2 separate regions of the Mus musculus genome follow, and region 1 is linked to region 2. Evidence: chromatin contacts called from public promoter capture Hi-C data. All regions are on one chromosome and are shown on one strand. Each heading gives the region's core, a stretch centred on a gene start, on an enhancer-like site or on the middle of the called end of the contact. The rest is flanking DNA. Distances are from core to core; before and after follow the strand shown.

The links. Capture Hi-C pulls out chosen DNA fragments and counts their contacts.
Region 1: a promoter capture Hi-C map of pancreatic islet shows a contact between it and region 2. The contact joins two enhancer-like sites. A contact is called at or near these places in 4 of 39 promoter capture datasets (embryonic stem cells, liver, maxillary cranial neural crest and 1 more), 10 of 484 Hi-C or Micro-C datasets (CD8 T cells, DN3 thymocytes, Th1 cells and 7 more), 6 of 115 datasets of contacts at active chromatin or transcription factors (the 230-238 cell line, bone marrow-derived macrophages, double positive thymocytes and 3 more) and 4 of 9 other capture datasets (adipose tissue, embryonic stem cells, liver and 1 more).

Annotation. Positions count from the first base shown.
Region 1 is chr9:21,744,216-21,751,027 of GRCm38.p6, forward strand. Ldlr (low density lipoprotein receptor) reads left to right here. Exons shown (of 18, transcript NM_010700.3): 14 at 15-170; 15 at 1,517-1,690; 16 at 2,147-2,224; 17 at 2,934-3,091; 18 at 3,926-5,704. The coding sequence ends at 3,961. Among named protein-coding and RNA genes, the nearest start is that of Spc24, 13 kb to the right of the region's middle. Within about 2 kb of position 4,001, at least 41 of the 459 cell types and tissues checked have an H3K27ac peak or open chromatin away from gene starts, as enhancers often do. A contact at or near this core is called in pancreatic islet, where this site is marked.
Region 2 is chr9:21,642,555-21,649,637 of GRCm38.p6, forward strand. It overlaps Smarca4 (SWI/SNF related, matrix associated, actin dependent regulator of chromatin, subfamily a, member 4), which reads left to right. Exons shown (of 34, transcript NM_001174078.1): 10 at 1-38; 11 at 147-197; 12 at 4,797-4,927; 13 at 5,064-5,121. Among named protein-coding and RNA genes, the nearest start is that of Smarca4, 30 kb to the left of the region's middle. Within about 2 kb of position 5,232, at least 10 of the 459 cell types and tissues checked have an H3K27ac peak or open chromatin away from gene starts, as enhancers often do. A contact at or near this core is called in pancreatic islet, where this site is marked.

The DNA.
Region 1 (6,812 bases), core at 2,751-5,250, 100 kb after region 2:
TCTCTTCCTCCCAGGGGTGAACTGGTGTGAGACAACAGCCCTCCTCCCCAATGGTGGTTGCCAGTACCTGTGCCTGCCCGCCCCACAGATCGGTCCCCACTCGCCCAAATTCACCTGCGCCTGCCCTGATGGCATGCTGCTGGCCAAGGACATGCGGAGCTGCCTCACAGGTAGGGGCACAAGTCCCCAGAGGTGGACCCGCATGAGCCTGCAGAGGCTGACCAGATGTCCAGCTGTCTGGAGACTCATGAGTGAGGTTCTCTGCCTGTCTCAAATGAAATTACTCTTAGGGGTTCTAGTTGTCTCTAAGCTCTGTGTGGACGTTGTCTGACTTCAGACCAGGGTATCTGGTAAGAAGACCCCTTTTTGCTGATGTCATCTGAGAAGGGCTCAGTTTGAAGTTGTCTCTGTCTGTGTCCTGTTGCTGAAGCAGATTCCCTGAGACTGGATACTTTATAAAGCATAGTTCATGTAGCTCTTGGGTTTGGATACGAGAGGTCTTAGCATCTGGTAGACATAGGGGAGGGTGTCACACAGTGACTCAGAGCAAATATTCTCATTTTATTTATTCATTTACTTAAAGGACTTTTTTTTTGGGGGGGGGCGCATCTTTTGAGACAGGGTTTCTCTGTGTAGCTCTGGCTGTCCTGGAACTCACTGTATAGACCAAGCTGGCCTCGAACTCAGAAATCTGCCTGCCTCTGCCTGAGTGCTGGGCGTGTGTGCGCCACCACTGCCCGGCCTGTTGTGTTTTTTAAGACAGTGTTACTCTTCGTAGCCTTGGCTGTCCTGGAACTTGCTCTGTAGACCAGGCTGGCCTTGCACTTAGAGATCCTCTGAAGTGCTGGGACCACTGCCCGGCTCACCTCATTCACTCTTAGTCACCTCTGTAAGGTTTCACTGCCAGGCATCCTACCCACGAGGGGCCACGGAGAAGCTCCTGAAGAAAGGTGCCTACCTGCATTTGATCCCGGAGAGCCCACTTGATAGAAGGAGAAAACGAAATACCAGACTCTGCTGTGACGGCCACATGACCTTAAATCCCCAGCACTCTGGCAGGCATATCTCTGAGTCTGAGGCCAGCCTGGTCTATATTGTGAGTTCCAGGGACAGCCAGGGCTACATAGTGTGACTGTGTCTCAAAAACAAACAAACAACAAAGTTTTTTTTTTTTTTTTAAATCTCTCCTCAGTAAGAATTTGGTGGTTAGGTTTCCAACATAGATTTTTGGGGTCACGCTGATCTCAGGGACCAAAGTGCACTCACCATTTGCAGGTCCTATTGTAAGAACAGGACACCAACACTCTGGAGACTGGGGCAGAGGGATGACAAGTTTGAGGTCCCCCTGGAATAATCCTCAGGAATGACACAAGGGACAGTGTCACCAGCTATTTACCCATTTAGTTTGCTCAATTTCTGATGCCATGGAATTTGGTGGCCTGCGTTCCACCCAGAGCAGAGGTGTCAGTGTGGCACCCGGCCCCTGGCCCTCAGGTCATGTTTATTGTCCCATCAGAAGTCGACACTGTACTGACCACCCAGGGGACATCCGCCGTCCGGCCTGTGGTCACCGCATCAGCTACCAGGCCACCGAAGCACAGTGAGGATCTCTCAGCTCCCAGTACTCCTAGGCAGCCTGTGGACACCCCAGGGCTCAGCACAGTGGCGTCAGTGACAGTGTCCCACCAAGGTACCGGCCAGGCCCAGCCTTCATTTCATAAGTACTGCATTTTTTAATTACAGTGATGTGATGTATTTGTGGGTTTGGGGAATTGGCCACTCTGCCTGTGGGGTCAGACACAGCTTGTGACAGTATGTTCTGTCCTCCTTCCATGCGGGGCTTAGGATCAAACTCAGGTTAGCAAGCTTGGCAGCAAGCTTCGTTACTCTCTGAGCCATCTTGCTGTGTTAAGTGTCTATGTGGGTACAGTTTCTGTGCAAATGTCTGGCATCTCTAGGGATCCTAGAACTGTCCCCTGTGTACACTGGAGGCCAGCTGCCTACAGACTAAGTCCACATGACTTTGTAGGGACCTTAGTAACATTCCCAGGTTCCCCTGAACTTTAACATGGTGTTAGACATGTCCTGCCCTGTCCCCTCTCTGATGTCTTTGAGCCTCCTCACCTTATCCTTTCCCTTTTTGCAGTCCAGGGTGACATGGCTGGCAGAGGGAATGAGGAGCAGCCACATGGTATGAGGTTCCTGTCCATCTTCTTCCCTATTGGTAAGTGTTGCCTGCAGTGCTAACCTGGCCATGTCACCTTTCTGACAAAAAATGGAATACCCCTGCCTGAGGGATGCCCCTGCCTGCCTCGAATCACTGCCCCCTTCTCACTCATTACAAATAAGATGGAGTGGAGTGTCCCTGGTGGTGGTGATGAAACACAACTTGAGTTTTCTCAGGGCCAGCCTGGTCTACATACAGACTTTTAGACCGGCAAGGGAGTGGGGTAGACAGTGGATTTCTTTCTCAAAAAATAATTGTGATCCTGTGTGAAAAAATCATGGTGGTTCATACCTTGAATCTTAGCATCCAGGAAGCAGAGACAGGAGTTTGAGGCCAGTCTGGTCTACAGAGTGAGTTTCAGGACAGCCAGAACTACACAGTGAGACCTTGTCTCAATAAATAAATTAATTAATTAAAAAGAGCAAAGTTGACAGAGAATCTCAAAAGTTAGAACCAGGGTCAGGCTATGGGGCCCAGGCTGGCTCAGAAGTCAGCATCCTCCTGCCTCATTCCCCTGAAGTGTTAGACTCCCAGTGAATGCTATACCAACACACACTCCCTTGGTTTTTTTCTTTGTATGATAGGTGAGTATAATTTTACATTCAAAACATATCGCTGTCACATGAAAGGGCCAGGATGGACATGCCGGTAGCTTCACTGGCACGGGGTCTCCTGAGAGCCCCTGACCAAGCCCCTCTCCCCACAGCACTGGTTGCCCTCCTTGTCCTTGGGGCCGTCCTGCTGTGGAGGAACTGGCGGCTGAAGAACATCAACAGCATAAACTTTGACAACCCAGTCTACCAGAAGACCACAGAGGACGAGCTCCACATTTGCCGAAGCCAGGATGGCTATACCTACCCCTCAGTGAGTGTGCCCTTTGTGGGAGAGATGAGACATCAAATGAGGTGAAGGACAGAAGTTAGGTGGAGTGGAAGGAGAGGAAGCCCAAACCAGGGGCATGCACAGCTCAGTGGTAGAACCTGCCTAGGCCCCCAGTGAGGGCTTAGGGTGTGCCTCACAGTAGCAGGAACATGCTAGAGCCAGCTGTATGTGGACCGGGGAGGAGGTCTCCTCTGAGTGGGGGTTGGGAATAGAGGAATCAGTTCATTGCAAAGACCTCAAATTGTGATAAGATTGGGCACAGTGTACTTAAGAAGCATAAGGGAAGACTGGAGAGATGGCTCTGTGGTTAAGAGTACTGGCTGTTCTTCCAGAGGACCTGGGTTCAATTCCCATCTCCCACATGGTGGCTCACAATTATCTATAACTCCAGTTCCAGAGGATCTGATACCTTCTGGCCTTCACAGGCATCAGGCACATGTGTAACTTTAATGCAGAGAACACACACACACACACATACACACACATCCCCTCCCAAGGGTGGGGGGAGAGAGAGAGAGGGAGGGAGGGAGGGAGGGAGGGAGGGAAGGAAAGAGAGAGAGAGAGAAAGAGAGAGAGAGGTTTTCTAAAAAATCAGAAAGAAACACGGGATATATCTGTGGTAAGATCCGAGCCTGGAAGTGAGAGGAGAGCATTGTGAGCCTTAGTTGACCCAGTCTTAGGTGTTCTGGCCACCTCTGGTGACTGCGCAGGGACAGAAGGTGAGGGACACGAGCAGGAGAGAGAGGTGGATTCCTGCCATGCTTGTGTATAGTCCTGTTAGTCTGATTGTTTCCTGTGTTTCCGCTTTGCTGACAGAGACAGATGGTCAGCCTGGAGGACGATGTGGCATGAGCAGCCGGGAGAGCCGTCTCTTTCCGGGATCCATTGCCAAGCTTAGGCAGAAAAGACACTCTCTCCAGACCTCCCCATCCAGCACTGGTCCTGCCACCTCCCTGGGCTCTGTGTTGCTCAAAGCAAGATAAGAGCAAAGCTGGGCTGGGGGCCAAGCTCAGCTGCCTGTCTGCCCCAGGTTCTGTTTTATATATTTATTGTCTGGGGACAGAAAAGGCTACTGGCTGTGCTTGAAATTCGAATTCTGCCTGGGAATTTTTTTTTTTCTCCCATCTTCATTTCCTTGGAAGCCAAATAGGCTGTCCCAGAAGCTTCTGAATTCTACTCTTTTCAACACTAACACGGAGGAGGAAGAGACCCACCCAGGCAGAGAGAAGCCTGCTGGACATGAGACAGCAGGTACTACTGACCGGGTCCTGGGTACCATAGCCAGTCCCTAACCTCAGGACTTCCTGCATTGACCTTCATCCCAGAGCCTTCCTGCCTGACTCTGCCGCCCCCATCAGAAGCCAGGAAAGTGACTCGTGACATTCGGTACTGATCTTGCTGGATCTTGAGGCCGGCAGCTGCCAGTGATGGATACCCGCTCATGCCTTTGCCAAAACGTCACCCGTTCCTGGAGGGACAAGCCCAAGTCGCCATTCTCCCTTAATATTTATCAAGTGCCTGAGACAACTGGTTGCCTTGCTCAGGAGTCCTGGCCTGCTCAGTGTCCTGCTGCTCAGGGGTGGCCGGCAGGACCCCTGTCCTGTGCCCAGCCCCCGAGTCTCCGAGTGAGGCTTGCACTTCTCTCTGCGCACTTTTCCCGTTCTGTGCTGGGCACCCACGTGGTCCACATTTGTACTCCTAGGTTGCACTGACCCTGGTGCATTGGATGGGACCTCAGGCCGGAAGTGGCCCCGAATCATTGACCACAGAAGATAATTGCCAGGCTCCAAGCATCCATTGCCTTCTTCAGTACTGGGGGGAACTCAGGGCCTCTGTCTGGTGTTTAGTTAGTCTGTTTGTTTGTTTGTTTGTTTGTTTGTTTGGTGGTTTCTGGCTCTGCACAGCAGAGTTGTTTAGCTCCTCTGGTAACGTCATCCTCTCTCACAGAGACATCCAGCCTGCTGAAGGGGAGAGATGGGGCGAGGGGAGGGATACACGCATGGTTTCTCAGGTGTGGTGGCACTTGGCTTTAATCCTATGCTCAAGAGGAAGAGGTGGGCACATGTCTGAGGTCCAAGCCTACATAGTGAGACCTTATATATCTAAAAACCAAAAGAAATCCCAGACTATTTGGTGGGACTTGGAAGAATACTTAGAAATTGCCACAGATTTGTCACATGGGTAACCTAAGAAGACAGTGGTGGCCTTACTTGGATTCCTGGGTAGATCCACCTGTCCACTACTCAAGACACAAGGGCACACTGCCCAGCCCACTGGGACACTTGTAAAGAGCTCTGTAATGTGCCGATGGCACCTGGCTCGGTTTTCATTCTGTATATTCAAGGATATCACACATATGTATTAAATCTATTTATTTTTGCAAACCCTGATTGCTGCACCTCTCTGCAATTTCTCCAGGTTAGGCTGGGGTGATACTCTGGGATGCTCTGTATACAAAGATGATTTGAATGGGCTGATCTCAGGCCTGTCCTGTGCGTTGCTTTGAGTGGGTGGGAACTGCTTTGAAACCCTTGTTCAGATGTTTTTATAGGCTGAAAATATCATACTGTGATGGATTAAATTCTTTTTTGGAAACTTTGTCATCCTTATGTGTGTGAGGTGTGGGGTGCAGAGGAGGCATCGGGAGGCTTGGAGGATAGCTTTGTGAAGCCACTTCTCTGTATTCACCCAGGCTTAGGAACAGGCTTGTGTGTGTGTGGGGGGGAGGGGGTCACGCACCTCTCTCCGTGTGGGTGTCCTGAAACTCCAAATTGTTCCTTTGAGGCAAAGTTCTTCCCTGAACCTGGGGCCCCCTCAGCTATGTCTAATGCCAACAAGGCCCAGCCTGGCTCTGCTCTGCTCAGAGTCAGGGGTTACAAGGTTCAGAGAACTCCCATCTTGCTAAGCTGGTGCTCGAGTGTGCGCCGTGCCCCTGGTGACAAAGTGAGCGTCCTTAGCTGCTGAGTCCACCATTTCGCTAGCTGTGCCTTCTGTTTGAGTTGCGTGGTTTTGGTAGTTTGGAGCCAGGATCTCACAATGTAGCCTGTGTTGGGTTGCAGGGCCAGGAAGAGTAGCTGAAGTGCCTATTTTAAATACCAAAGCAGACCTGGCCTACAAGTTCTCCCAGTATCCTGCAGTCCCTACCTGTTGCTGGGCACATAGGTAGGTACACCCCACAGTCTACCCTGAACTTTCCAGCCCCTGCAGCCCAGGGGCGGGGCTTCCTCTCCCCAAGGCTCTATTAGGTAATCTAGACATTTTGGTTCTGTCTCCTCTGCTTGTATACTTTCTTCCTCTGTCCCAGCCGCTGCCTTTCTGTCTGCACAGCGACTTCCCTGACCCCCTCCTGGGACATCAGTGAGCCTGCCATAGAATAACATCCAACCAACCTCATTATAAACTTGAAAACCCAGACTAAACTCACCTGCCTCAGCCTTCCCAGTGTTAGTGTTGAGCTGTGTCTCTCACCGGCCGTCTTTTTTAGGACAGAGGCATTATTCTCTCTGTCTCACACATCCACGAGGGGTATTTTTTAAGACAGAGGCATTATTCTCTGTCTCACACATCCACGAGGGATGATGAAGGTGAGCACACTAACCAAAGAGCAAGTCTTTTTTTTTTTTTTAAGATTTATTTATTTATTTATTTATTTATTTATGGTTTTTCGAGACAGGGTTTTACAACCATCAGGAATGAGATTTGA
Region 2 (7,083 bases), core at 3,982-6,481:
AGGTTGCCAAGGAGAAGAAGAAGAAAAAGAAAAAGAAGGTTCGCTGGGCCTGACTAAGTACAGGCACCCCTTGAAATTGGTTTGGCTGTACGCTTAGTGGCTTGGGCCTGTAGGGTCAGGCTGATCATGTCTCTCTTTATTTGCAGAAGGCAGAAAATGCTGAAGGACAGACACCTGCTATTGGACCAGATGGTGAGGTGAGAAATGGGGCATTTCTTACAGAAGTGCTAGCTGGCCCTTTGATACGTGTTTCTTTCAGTTTTTTAAAAAATATTTTAAATGATATTTTTATGTAGCGGGGGCAGTGATGAAGGTTTTGTCTTTCCTTCTGGAATGGCGTTCACATACATTTATCCACTAAGTCATTTTCCCAGCCCAGGGTTGAGCTTGAGAACTTCTGGTTTTCTTGCTTCCACCTCCCATACTGGACTCAGAAGTGTGGACACTATGCCAGGCTGCTTTCACTTAGTTGTTTGTTGTTGTTTTGTTTTTTAAAATTATATTTCTGTGTGTTGTACACACGCCTGCACTCCAATGTGCATTGAGCATTTTCTAGGCAACTTGGACTGCAGGCATGTTTTGTTGTGCCCAGGTGATATGCTTATTTCTGACGCGACTCCCCTTCTGTCTGTGTCTAAAATCAGTAGTCTCACTTCTATCAGCCGTCATGGATTTATACATTTGTTTAGTTCTAGAACCCACTGGACATCCGTTGTGAGTGTTCAGGATCCTTGTTGGAAGTCTCAGCTAGACCTCAACCTCTGTTTTCAGATCTGTGATTGGGAGTGTGTTTTCAGAGTTTGTCTTGACTTCTCCCCTTGTGCCTTCCTCCTGATTTCGACAGTCATTTCACTCATGAATTTAGTATGTCATTCCAGAAAGTCAGCAGGTTGTGTCTACTTTGAGAGGGGACGCTGTACACTTTTCAGTTCCTCAAGACTGGCAGTCTCATTCAGGGTACCTAATGCTGTGACCCTTTAATAACCCATAAAATTATTTTTGTTGACTACATTTTAACTGTAATTTTGCAACTGTTTTTGAATTGTGGTGTAAATATCTCTTGTGTTCCAATGGTCTTGGGCAGCCCTGTGAAGGGGTCGTTCGACCCCCCCAGGTTGAGAACTGTTGTCATAGGCCTTGGTGCGTCCAACACACACATTTGGATGCTTTTCATTCCTGGGTATTTGGACAAGCTCTTTATGAAGATGTAATAGAAGAACCTTTTGTTTCACTGTTAGCATGTTTGAACTGGTGATGTTAGGCTAATTTTAGGTCATTTGTTTCTTGAAGCTATTAGGAAAATGTCTCACTGAAAACCTCTATGTAATGTTAATTTTTGGATTCTTTTGTTTGGCTTTTCTGTTTCACGCGTATATGTCTGTTTGCAGGTGTGTGTACCTGTGTAGGCTAAATGGCAACTTTGAGTGTCATCCTAAGAAACCCTATCCACTTCCTTTGAGACAGTGTTTTTTATTGACAGAACAGTTTGGCTGGAGTTTGGCCAGCAAGTCTCTGTTGAACCTCCTGTGTCTGCCTCCGAGTGCTGACATTACTAGTGGCCTGCCTGTTGTTGTACATTCTTTTTTTTTTTTTTTTAAGATTTATTTTATTTTTCATTTATTATATGTAAGTACACTGTAGCTGTCTTCAGACACATCAGAAGAGGGAGTCAGATCTCCTTATGGATGGTTGTGAGCCACCATATGGTTGCTGGGATTTGAACTCCGAACCTTTGGAAGAGCAGTCGGGTGCTCTTACCCACTGAGCCATCTCACCAGCCCGTTGTTGTACATCCTTGGCCTCAAACTTATGTGCTTATGCTTGTGAAGCAAGCACTCTGCCATTAACTTCTGTTGAAGTTGGGTCTCATGTAGCCCAGGCTTACCTTATAATCCCTATTTGCCTGAAGATGACCTTGAATATCTGATCTTGTCTTCCACTCCAGCATAATGTCAGCACAGGTGTGATGGACTACTGTATTGCGCTTCCCTTTTTTAATTTAAAATTTTCATTAACCAATTAATTAGTCCTTTTGAGACAAGGTCTCATGGAGTAACCATGCCTTGCCTAGATGATACTTGGGTAGATAGACTAAGCTGGCCTCAGTCTTACAGAAATCTGCCTGCTTCTGCCTCCTAGGCCATTATGCCTGACAAAACTTTTATTTAATTTTTTTCTTAATATTTTGGAGTGTTTTGCCTGTGCATTATCTGTGTACCATGTGCATGCCTGGTTCTCCAGAATCCAGAGAAGATGTCATGTCCATGGAATAATGGATGGTTGCGGGCTGCCATGTGGGTGCTGGGAACTGAACCTGGGTTCTCTGCAAGAACAACAAGTACTCTTAACTTCTGAACCATCTCTCTGGCCCCTGAGGGGCTTCTTGTTTGATTGTTTGTTTGTAATGTATTTATTTGGTGTGCATTGTTGTTTTGCATGCATGTATGTTACATTGTCAGATCCCTGGAACTAGAGTTGCAGACATTGGTAAGCTGTCATATGGGTGCTGGGAATTGAAGAACAGCCAGTTCTCTTAACCACTGAGCCATCTCTCCACCTTTCTTTCTTTTTTTTTTTTTTTTTAAAGGTAGGGTTTTTCTGTGTAGACTGAGCTATTCCAGAACTCTATGTAGACCAGGCTGACTTCAAATTCACAGAGCTCCACCTCCCTCCCAACTACTGGAATTAAGGGCATATATCACTGTGCCTGGCTGTTGCTTTTAATATAAGATTCTTGTTATATAGTCCAGGATCGCCTTGAACTTACTATATAGCCAAAGCTGGCCCCAAACTCACAGACCTCCTGCCTTCCTCAGCCTCCTGAGTGCTAGGATGATAGGCATGCCCCGTGCCCGAGTTCACTGCATGAACTTTGATACGCAGGTTGACCTTTTTATCCAAGTCCTTTCAGTGTCTGTTGCCCTGTCCTCTGTTACGAGTATATTGTGCCCTATATAGTTGATGTTTTTGCTCAGCTCAGGCTGCAGTAGCCAAAACTACTGACTGGGGACATGAACAGCATTCCTTACACTTCGAGAGATAGAAACAGCAAAATTTAGGCGCCCGCATCGTACGTTCTTGGGAGAGGACTCTTCCTGAATCTTGGAGCCATCCCACATGGTGTCTGTATACTCAGGGCAGGGAAAAGGAGAAAGCATGAAAAGTCATTGTCTCCTTTCCCTAGCTTCTAGGTTTCTGCCAGGAATGGAAGCTGGAGCTTCGCACACTCTTAAGCACATGCTGTACAGCTGAGCTAAGCTCACCCACAGACATCAGCAGTCTTGCTTCCATTGTGGCCCTAGGGGACTGTTTTCCTGTTCTCTGAGGCAAGTGCTTCCTCCTAAGCATTCCAGGAAGACAGCAGTGGCTGACTTGTGTCTTAGGCTGGCCCCAAACATACTGCTGTGACTATTAACTAGCCATTCCGAGGGATTTTTATAGGGGATATTACCTTAAGGTTTCAATTGCTTTGATAACACAACCAAAATCAAGTTGGAGAGGGAAATGTCCATTTCATCTCAGGTTACAAATAACAGAGGGAACTCAGGATAGAAATTTAAGGCAGGAGCTTGGGTGAAACAAATGATGCAAAGACTGGAGGAAGCCTACTTTCTGATGGTGCCCAAGGCTGGACCATCCACAGTGGGCTTTCTGTATCAGTCATCAACGAGGATAATGCCCCACAGGCTTGCCCATAGGACATTCTTACGGAGGCATTTTCTCACTGAGTTCTCTTCTCAGATGACTGTAGCTTCTATCATATTGACAAAACACTAGCCAGCATTGATGTTCTCTTGAATTATTCTAAAAGAATGTGGGCTGCCATATTACAGCACAAAGCCACTGTCAGCGGTTTTAGTATTTTGTTTTATTTTTATTGTTTGAGACAAAGTCTTACTGCCTAGCTGAAGCTGGCAGCCTGCGTCAGCCATTGTGCCTGAAGCACAGAGCCATTTTTCTAAGCCATGTGGGGGACTGAAGGCAGCAGTCTCACCTTACAAAAGTAAGCTTTAGGGGATGGTGCTGAGTCAGCACTGTAGCAGTTTCTCTTCTAAGTTCCTGGTGTCAGTGTCACTCTGCTTGTCCCTGGCCTCACACGCTTTTTAGAGTTGTATGTCTGTGGAAAATTGAGATGAAGGGCTACAGAGATGGCTTAGCAGTTGAGGGCATTGACTGGTCTTGCAGAGGACTTGGGTTTAATTCCTAGCATGCACATGGCAGCTCCCAACTGTCTATAACTCAAGATTTAGGGGATCTCATGCCCTCTTCTGGGGTTCCTATTGGGGTGCCAGGCACATATATAGTGAACAGAAATACAAGCAAAAAAATTTTTTTTAAATATAACTGAGACTCATTCGAGCATTTTTTTAAAAGATTTATCTATCTATCTATCTATCTATCTATCTATCTATCTATCTATCTATTTATTATATGTAAGTACACTGTAGCTGTCCTCAGACACTCCAGAAGAGGGCGTCAGATCTCGTTACGGATGGTTGTGAGCCACCATGTGGTTGCTGGGATTTGAACTCCTGACCTTCAGAAGAGCAGTCGGGTGCTCTTACCCACTGAGCCATCTCACCAGCCCCATCCCAAGCATTTTAATCCAAATTTTAGGGTAGAGAAATTATCAGGCCTCAGTCCTTTTTACCTTCAGAGTGATGTGCTGCGTCTTCTGTCCTCCTCCTTGGTTTCTGATGCTGTAGCTCAGACCAGTCTCCTCCTTGTGATCTCTGCATTTGGGTCCCGGGGTGGGAACTGGGGAGTCTTTGCTCCTGACAGTCACTTTCTTTCAGCCTCTGGATGAGACCAGCCAGATGAGTGACCTCCCTGTGAAGGTGATCCACGTGGAGAGTGGCAAGATCCTCACTGGCACAGATGCCCCAAAAGCCGGGCAGCTGGAAGCCTGGCTTGAAATGAACCCAGGGTGAGTTAAATGCTTCCTTTGTGGGACTTGCGGCTGGGGCAGTGGTACTTGCATTTGAGGGCCAGATCAGGTTCTAGGGAAAGTAAAGCTGCTACTTGCAGGCAGAGCTGCATCCAAATACTGCTGTGTTCCCTAGGTATGAAGTAGCCCCCAGGTCAGACAGTGAAGAAAGTGGCTCTGAAGAGGAGGAGGAGGTAAGAGACCACTTTGTTTTAACTGTTGTTGGGGTTTCCACCTTGTTTGTGGATGTCACCCTGTGGACTGTGCCCTTGTGCCTTGTGTGCTGGCAGGGCATGGTGTGGCAGGGGCAGCCACAGCTCTGGGCTTGCCTGGAAGTGGTGCTTCAGAGCTTTGCTAACTTGTGGACTGTTTCCATTCAGGGCAATCCAGTTTAATCATTTCCTCGGTTGCACTGGCCACATTTCAAGCACCCAGCATCACTCCTCTGAACGCTCTGCTGCTTTTGCCCATTCATCAGTGCTGTGATTGAACAGTCATGAGTGCGTGCCCCATATATGCGGCTGCCTCGCCTCAGTGTTCTCTTGCTCATGCCTCTTGATGGCTCCTGCCTACATCTGTTTCTCCCTGGGCTTTGTGTTCCCCTTCTCCCCACATCATTAGGCCGATGGAATGCCATCTACTCAAGCCTTCCCTGTTGAATTGCTGTGTTAGAAAGAGGACTTGTGGTTTTTATGTCTACTGGAGTCTTGAGGGCCACCTGCCTACATAAGAGTCAGTTTTAGGTGCATATGTATATATCTAAGCTGTTTGTTTGTTTTTTTGTTTCAGACAGGGTCTTGCTATTTTTTGCACATTCTGGCTTGAAGCTCAGACATGCATCCTCCTGCCTTTCTGAATGCTAGAGTTAGTTATACCTGTTACTACCATGCCCTGTAGAGAATATTGTGTTCTAATGTAAACAGCTTCATTGAGATCTAATTTACATAAACTGGAAAGTTCAATTATTTCTTAGTTAACATATGGAACTGCGGATCAGCTCCTCACACCAATTAGAAAGCAACCTTTAAGCTGTCTGTGGCTGTCTGCTCTCCCTTCCCTTTATGCCCAGCAAGCCACAGAACCGTTTTTGTTTGTTTGTTTGTTTGTTTTTTATTTCTTGTTGGATGAGTCTTCCTGTATAGCCCAGGCTAGCTTCGACTTAGTATCCTCTAACTTGAGTCTCACGAGTACTAGGATTACAGCCACGCACCCCACAGAGCTCACCACTCTGCTTTCCATCTCCAGATTAGCCATTTGTAGACTTGCTGCAAATGGAGTCGGAGCACCAGTGTGTTGGCATGTTACCGAGGTTCATCATGTGTTGTGTGTGTTGTAAGAACTTGATCTTTTTATTGCTGCATTGTGTTCCATTGTATAAATATACCACATTTTGTTTACCTGTCCACCATCGGTTGACACTTGTATTTCTGTTTTTACTATGAATAATTACGTTGTGAACATTTGAAAACATGGTTTGTGTGGACATATGTTTTCATTTTTCTTGGGTAGATGCCTAGGCGTGGATTTGCTGGGTCACGTGGTAAGTTTATGTTTACTTTCTAAGACTGCCCAACTGTTCTCCAAAGTGGCTGTACCATTTCACAGGTTCCAGTTTTTCCATGTCCTCACCAACACTTGGTATTGTCTGTCCTTTTGCTTATGGCCATTTTAGTGGGTGTGTGGTGGCATCTCATTTGGTTTTCATTTGCATTGCCCTAGTACGCAGTGATGTTAAGCATCTTCATGTGCACATGTGCGCCATCCAGCCATCTTCCTCAATGGAAGTCTGCTCAAGTCTGGTCTTAACTGGGCTGCCGTCCTAATGAGCTCTCAGCCCTTACTTATTCTAGACACACATCTCTGACCCAGTGTATAATTTGCAAATATCTTCTCCCAGTATGCTTGGTTTCTCACTCTTTGTGTGTGTGTGTGTGTGTGTGTGTGTGTGTTACCTGTAAATATATAAGTGTAGGCACACAACAGTGTGTATGTAGAAGTCAGGGGACAGCCTGAGATGTCCATCCTCACCTCTACCTAGAGCCTGGAGCTCTCTTTACTGCTGTGTACTACAGGTGAGCTGGCCCACATGTTTCTAGGGATCCTTCTTTCTCTGCCCTCCCATCTCACCATAGGAGCATTGGGATTATAGACATGCA